Regions from separate parts of the Bombyx mori genome. Here region 1 is linked to region 2. A link is a contact called in public Hi-C data. All regions are on one chromosome and are shown on one strand. Each heading gives the region's core, a stretch centred on a gene start, on an enhancer-like site or on the middle of the called end of the contact. The rest is flanking DNA. Distances are from core to core; before and after follow the strand shown. Region 1 overlaps LOC101742023 (protein PALS1). Region 2 overlaps LOC101742023 (protein PALS1).

Region 1 (3,895 bases), core at 159-2,658, 44 kb before region 2:
TCGTTACCAGGTCATAAAATCCCTTAAAAAAAACATTGACAAATATAAACAGTCATCTATCATTAAAATTCTATTTAAGTTCTTCGAATAAAAAAAAAGGTACAAAACGGAAATTTGATACGACACAGCGGAAATAATTTGCGATGTAAATTAGAACAAAATATTAAACCTTTCATCTTCTGCGTTAAATGTTCAATTAGCACGTTTAAATGAAGGAGCAACATCTGGTTTTAAGTGGTGCCGTAACAAAGCAGGGCTACGCGGTCGATCATAGTAGGTACTCCAAAACACAGTTCAAATTTGAATTAAGAGCTCCTATCAATGTTTCCGCAGGGTTTTGCGTGACATTCTGTTTGTTTGGGCGCCCGGTTGACCCTCCCGGTACGTAGCAACGTCATGCATCACGATAAATAGCCTTTTCCGGCCTCAAAAAATAATAATGCCCTGCAAAACCATCGATACAATCTATATATGTATATAAAAATGAATTGCTGTTCGTTGGTCTCGCTAAAACTCGAGAACGGCTGGACCGATTTGGCTAATTTTGGTCTTGAATTATTTTTGGAAGTCCAGAGAAGGTTTAAAAGGTAGAAAGAAACATATGAAAATGCTCGGAATTAAATAAAAATAACAATTTTGTTTTTCCTTTGATGTGTCCCCCGTCGGACGAATTATTTTTGTTTGTTTTAAGTTTATTTTATACAAAAGTTTAGGTCTTTTATTTATCGATTGAGGCACTACGAAGTCTGCCGGGTCAGCTAGTGGAAAATAAAATCCAAGCTTTTGTAAAACTTTGTAAAACAACCTTTGGGATTATTGCCTATCAACTTTATATAAATAAATTATAAACCGAAGATTAGGTATGAATTTGTCGGAGGTTTACGACGAAGGGAAGATCTTCCACCGACCGGGCGATATTGCTCGGTAGACCGACGGTCCGAATGTTGTTCGCAACTTGTATTTAAGCAAACTTATCTTGAAATTTCTTAAGCGATATTCAGGCATATCGTCATTGTCAAACCCAAATCTTCTATGTGCACTTTTTGAGATTTTTACTTTTTGGCCTTTTCGTATAGTTCACAGCCCTATCTGCCGTATAAAAAAAACTGTTATGTGTCTATAGATTTAATATTTATCTATAGCTTTCATTTGATATCGTTCTTAAAAGTTCACCTTCATATAAAAATTATACGAAAATGTTTTTACTCGTTAATTCAAAACAGAGTTTTTGCACATAGCAGATTTTGGTTTGACAGCGACGGTATGTCAAATATCTTGTGTTGTATGATGGCTCTCTTCTACATCGTTCCCTCGCTGCTGACGATCGCGGCCACATGTGGCGTTCCTCCACTGTGTTGGATCATGGGTGGCATGGCACGCATGGTACAGAGTACCACCAAGTGCTTCGCCTACTACATCTGACCATTTGGCTGGTGTTCTGCCCACGGCTCCCTTAGCTTAGAGGGCTATGCGACGCGAAATTATGGGCTTTTTTTCTTTTTATTGCTTCGATGGCTGGACGAGCTCACAGCCCACCTAGTGTTAAGCGGTTACTGACCTAGTGTTAAGCTGTAACCCACCTTGAGATAAAAGTTCGAATGTCCCAAGTATAGTTACAACGGCTGCCCCTACCCTTCAAACCGAAACGCATTACTACTTTACGGCAGAAATAGGCAGGGTACCTACCCGCGCGGACTCACAAGAGGTCCTACCACCAGTGAAGTACCTACCCTTCCCTAATTCATGTCTGGGAGACCGCATGATGTGTCCAAAGAAGCTCATAACACGTTCCCGGCAGATGGCAGAGAGCCTTTTTTGGATTTTTACCTCCCTTAATATAAACTAGATGATGACCGAGCTTTACTCGGTTTTTTTTTTTGATAACGCCATCTTGTTGTGTCTTTAAAGCGGTTAGTTGCCCTCAATTAAGAAAAATAGTATTATTATTCGCCAATAGATGTCGGGAACAGTTGATTATTGAAAACACGAATAAAACAACATTTTCTGAAAATAAATCGTAGCTAGATCGATTTATCGCCCCCGAAATCCCCTGTATACTAAGTTTTATGAAAATCGTTGGAGCCGTTTCCGAGATTCAGATTATATATATATATATATATTAATATACAAGAATTGCTCGTTTAAAGGTATAAGATAAGATAAGATACAGCTACACGCCACAAAATACATCCTATATCGTCTATAGGAAATCTACTTCAGACGTTTCTCTGGTTGTGTTTCGAATTGGAGTGAAAACGATAAAAGGTTTGACCAATAATAACGTGCTTGTAATTTTTGTGCTAGATTTCTGCTTTTGTTATCACAACGACCGGTTTACTTGAGTTTAGTGGGTCAGTCGTGCACCCTCGCTGTGGGTTCAGCGAGATTGAACGATAACATTCGCCCATATCTCTGCGATCGGACACGATCAATTTGATTCATCTATTAGTTCAAAAAATATATCTCAAATATTGTTGTGAGGTATAAAAAATTCATGTCGAACTTTCTAGTTCATGTTTTATACCACTATGAAATTTAGAATATAACGTTTTTAACTAGCCAAATGTAATTTTTTTTTGTACCTACGCTGGTAGCTTTGATAGACTATACCAGCGTAAACGAGCTAGTAGGTGAGCTGAAGGGGCTCAAACCTGACGTAGTTGCTAACACGAACCTTAGCAAGAGCTGTGCTTCGCAGAATCTACCGCCGGATCGGAAACGCGACCCACTGAGAAAATCCGCAGAGAAACTCAGTGGGCTTGTAGTAAATCAAAACCAGGATAAAACGAACGACAATACCGTATATTTTATTTTATACTGCCCACACGGCAAGTGAGAATGCTCGCCAAGATTTTTTTTAATTTGGTAACAACGATAAATAGCAATTAGCTTATATTTTTCTAAATTTACGTTTGATTGAATTAATTTAATCAAACTCAGCAACTACTATTGTGTTGCAAAATTCATTAATTTACTTGGTTCATTTTGTAAGGCAATTGCAGTCTGCTACCTCAGGAATATACGCGACAGAGACGAATCTAGAATTAAACATAGGGTGTTAAAAAATTTACCGACTTACTGATTAAAAACTAATCAGTACCTAAGTCGGTAAATTTTGTTCGCGAGTAGTACAGTAGTGGTTTTTAAATATTTTTATGGTTAAAATGTTTATTTCCAACATTTTGAATACGTGTTCACCTGTGTTCCGTAAGCAGGTGATCAGTATGTCGTCGTGGCCTAACGGATAAGACGTCCGGTGCATTCGTGTTGAGCGATGCACCGGTGTTCGAATCTCGCAGGCGGGTACCAATTTTTCTAATGAAATACGTACTCAACAAATGTTCACGATTGACTTCCACGGTGAAGGAATAACATCGTGTAATAAAAATGAAACCCGCAAAATTATAATTTGCGTAATTACTGGTGGTAGGACCTCTTGTGAGTCCGTACGGGTAGGTACCACCGCCCCGCCTATTTCTGCCGTGAAGCAGTAATGCGTTTCGGTTTGAAGGGTGGGGCAGCCGTTGTGACTATACTGAGACCTTTAGAACTATATCTCAAGGTGTGTGGCGCATTTACGTTGTAGATGTCTATGGGCTCCAGTAACCACTTAACATCAGGTGGGCTGTGAACTCGTCCACACATCTAAGCAATAAAAAAAAAAATAAAAAAAAAAAAAAAAAAAGTGTGTGTGTCCGCTCCGACGCACGACTGGAGTTTACTGGATATAAAAAATTAAACGAAACAATACGAGAAATAGTTCTATATTACGACAACACGATACACTACAGATTATTAACAAATTAACGAGACACAAAACAAACGACTAACAAATATATGAAAATACAATAATGAGAGAAACGCGCGATCAGTACGAGGCTTTGTGGCGGACTGC
Region 2 (3,875 bases), core at 524-3,023:
AGCCGTACGTATGCCGCCCGAAGCTGTTAAAATTAAAATACCCGTGAATTTCCATCCGAAAACGTTGTCGATTGTAAAATTATTATAGTGACATTGTTAGTAAAACACACAATGTGTGCCTCGCAAACACATTGTTCTGTCGATTGAAAGATATACAGCAAACATTCCTGATGTATACAACATAAACAGACACGTATTCAACGCGATGCTTTGTGGGCCGTTGACCTATTTTCGTACGAGCATTTTTTAATTAGATTCCGTCATTATAGTTTAATGTTTTCGTCAACTTTTACTTTTGTTATTATTGCTCCGTATACTATTCGCGTCTTAATTAATTATTTTTGAATAGTTTGTTGGCACCAATTCATTTATGGCCTATTATGGCCTATTATGGCCTATTATGGCCATTTATGGCCATTATGGCATTTGCAGGCAGCGGCTTGGCTCTGCCCCTGGCATTGCTGAAGTCCATGGGCGACGGTAACCACTCACCATCAGGTGGGCCGTATGCTCGTCTGCCTACAAGGTCAATAAAAAAAAAATTTGGCCCAACTTCCACGTTACTAAATAGGTTTATTAAAACAAAATGTCAATACAGGCGCTTAGATTCAAAACTCATCAATTTGTCAACATATTTTTCACTTTTTTGCATTCGATTACTCAGCATGTAACGGTTTGATTAGCTAATATTAAATACTTATGTCATACATATTTCGTGAAACAAAAGCGTACCTCAATACAACAGTATTGAAGCCGCTGACCCCATGCGTCATGTGTTTTCTGTTTGTCTTCCATTGCGCGTAATTATGCAATCGAATTATTTATAATGTTTTAGTGTCCTTAAAATAAACAGAGCGTCACTGTTAGTTTGGTTTTCAGAGATTCTTCGATTACGCTGTATAGGAAAATATGTACCTAACAGAAAAATACTTCGTAATATCAAAACAGTAATGTAGAATAATCGTTGTGGTTGAACGTGAAAATCAATCACGCTATATACCTGTACGCGATAGGTATATACGGTACATGTTGGCGACAAGGTTAATTGTTTTGTGACGCTTACATTATAAATGACTCACAATAACCAAAATTTAAATTATAAAAAAAAACCTTCCGTTATTTTTCACAATATAATAATGATTTGTTTTTGTGTTCTGTAAGAAATAACGATCGTATGATACAAAAACCATTCGATCACATACAAAATAGGTTGAGAAAAAATTAAACAAATTTCATATAACCTTAAATTAAATTCCAGTTCTCTTGGATCGCAATAATATTTCGTGAAAGAGCTAAACGCGGAAAAATTCTATTAATTATTTCACTGAACTGTATGTTGAATGTTAGGTTAATTTTAAAATAAATATACCCGTTTTACAAAGTTGTTGAAGGCGCTAATTCTTAAGCAATTGTCGATTCGCTCAAAACTGTTAAAAACAAATCCAAACACGATCGTCACTTTTACCATTAAACACACGAACATAAAAATACCATTCAATTATTAATTATCATTTACCCAATCAGACTTGGACACTTGGTCAACATTGACAACCAAACAACAAATTTTTTAAAAAGGAATTAATTATAACACATTAATATTTTTTTACACAATATAGGCACTATTTTTCGAAAACCATTCGCTAAATATAAACACGATTATTGAAAGAAAAACAAAACGTCGCTGTCACGTTTGAGAATGACACTGCGGAGTCCGACGTACGTCAAACCGAGACGAAAGTAAGCGAGGGACTAGGAATCGCGGCCGTTCGACTTGGCGCGAACCGGCCGCGCGGCCCGCCCTATTGCAAACTAAAACTTGAAATTACGAAACCTAAAACAAGTGTGCTCGACGGATGTGGTATAAATGTATTCGAAAATTCACTTATTACTTATCTTTATGAATCTTTATAATTATGTAATATTTATAGACCCGAAATAAATACGAGATAAAACAAATATTGCCGAAACTGGCTTACGTCTCAAGCAGACATACATCACCTTCCGTTACACAGATGCCGCGCGTGACACAACCATTGTCTCATTACAGACGTGTGATGACGGTGGCTAAATACCACAAAAGGAAGCTAATTCCAGAGCCTAATCTCAATTGGCAAAATTGATATCACTGGGTAGTAGGAATGTATTTTACTCTTATAATGCATCGACATAAGGGTCTCCTTTTAGGGATGAGATCATCTTAAGCAATTTGTATCACACGGAAAATAGATTACTTTTTTTGCCTTCGAAGATACACAAGTTTAAAGGCATATCATATTCAAGATATTAAATTATTGTAAGTAATGGTCCTCACCGGCACGAATTTAAGTACAAGTAGCTGGTAATTGCGGCCAGAGATTACGGAGTAGGCGTGAAGTATTGTTCTATCTGTGTGCTTAGTGCGAGTTTTTAACATTCTCGATAACGTATAAGTTAACTCAAATTTGTATGGAGTTGGAACGTTTGTCTACGTTTGCCACTAGGGGCACTGTTGCAACTGCGTACAAATTTGAGTTAGCTTTTACGCTATCGAGAACTTTAAAAAACTCGCACTAAGCACACTGTTCAGAACTTCCAAATGATTTATTTCTAGCGCAATTGGGAGTTCTACTGGTACTTTAATGCCAATAAAAATGGATTACTAAATACCATTAATAGAGTTTATCAATCGCATCCACAAGTAAACTAAATCTGGCAAAAATCTGATTCGCGTTAATATCTATTTTTAAGATAAGAGTTAAGCTATAATATATAACCGATGGCCTACTGTTTCATGACACGCACACGGCAAAAGAGTTTCCGTCTTCATTATTCTGTATACAATGCTTATGGTTTAAGTTATTTTTATAAATATATTTTAAAATATATATTTGTATTAAAAAAACCTACATACTTAGATATTAGATTTAGAAACCGTCCGTAGTCGGACGGAAAACGGACAAAGACTTCGTGTTTGCAAATATAAATATTTGTTTTTGTTTGTCCACCTACCAGTGCTATATTCGTCGAGGGTTTGTTAATTAAGCGAAATTCCAAATGCGGGGACGCCTGTATTTAAAGATTAAATGTAAAGACTGTAAGGCCTTCCGTTTTTCATACGTAAAACGGAATTAATTAGCGTCATTGAAGTCGTTTTGATCTCGTTTCGGCAGTAAGTAATTGAAATGCTTCAACTGAATGTTCGTCTAAAATGTAAAGAACGTGTTTTCATCTAAGAACTTCGGGTGGTGCAATTTTCATTTTACCATAATTTATGAAAGTTCATTTAAAAAAAAACTCTGTATACCGAAAATGGCTTTTAGAGAACTCGATGTATGCGAGTTACCTTATAATGGACTACAGACATCGCTCATGGACATCAGCAATGTAAGGGGAACGGCGAAATTGCTGCTTGCTGCTGAAGATTCCTTTATAACTCCCTTTAAAGAAGGATAATACGGGATGGAATACCAGAAACATCGCAAAGTGAATTCGAAAACCAGATGTTTCATAGCAAAAGAGATTTCTAGAAACAATTTTTTGATATTTTTCGTGGAAAAATCCTTAGATGCCTTTCCATAGAGCAGCTTGTATAAAACATGCAAACATATAAAAACAGAATATGTAAAAAAATAGTATGTATTATGATTTGAAGTAACGTGTAAATTCAGAAAGTTTATTAAAAATAAGCATAACATACTTTAATAAATTACTAAACGATAAAAACAGGGAAGCGTTTTAGTGCATTAAATTATTAACCAAATAAAATATTACAACTATCGTGTAAATATCAATCCTCATACTGGTGTAAAAACCAATATGCCACATCCGACCTTATTGATTTAATTAATCCACGTAAAAGACATTTTTGTTTCAAAAGAGCAGATCGTAAGTTGTTG

Evidence for each region. A called contact is a pair of places that touch in the nucleus more often than the background predicts.
Region 1: a contact with region 2 is called in a Hi-C map of whole pupa, with 1.8 times the contacts expected there. The contact joins two enhancer-like sites. A contact is called at or near these places in 2 of 7 Hi-C or Micro-C datasets (both in whole pupa).

Annotation. Positions count from the first base shown.
Region 1 is chr18:2,140,309-2,144,203 of ASM3026992v2, reverse strand. The region is part of intron 8 of LOC101742023 (protein PALS1); the gene reads right to left. Among protein-coding and RNA genes, the nearest start is that of LOC101742163, 22 kb to the left of the region's middle. Within about 2 kb of position 1,408, at least 4 of the 8 cell types and tissues checked have open chromatin away from gene starts, as enhancers often do.
Region 2 is chr18:2,096,594-2,100,468 of ASM3026992v2, reverse strand. The region is part of intron 8 of LOC101742023 (protein PALS1); the gene reads right to left. Among protein-coding and RNA genes, the nearest start is that of LOC101742163, 66 kb to the left of the region's middle. Within about 2 kb of position 1,773, at least 7 of the 8 cell types and tissues checked have open chromatin away from gene starts, as enhancers often do.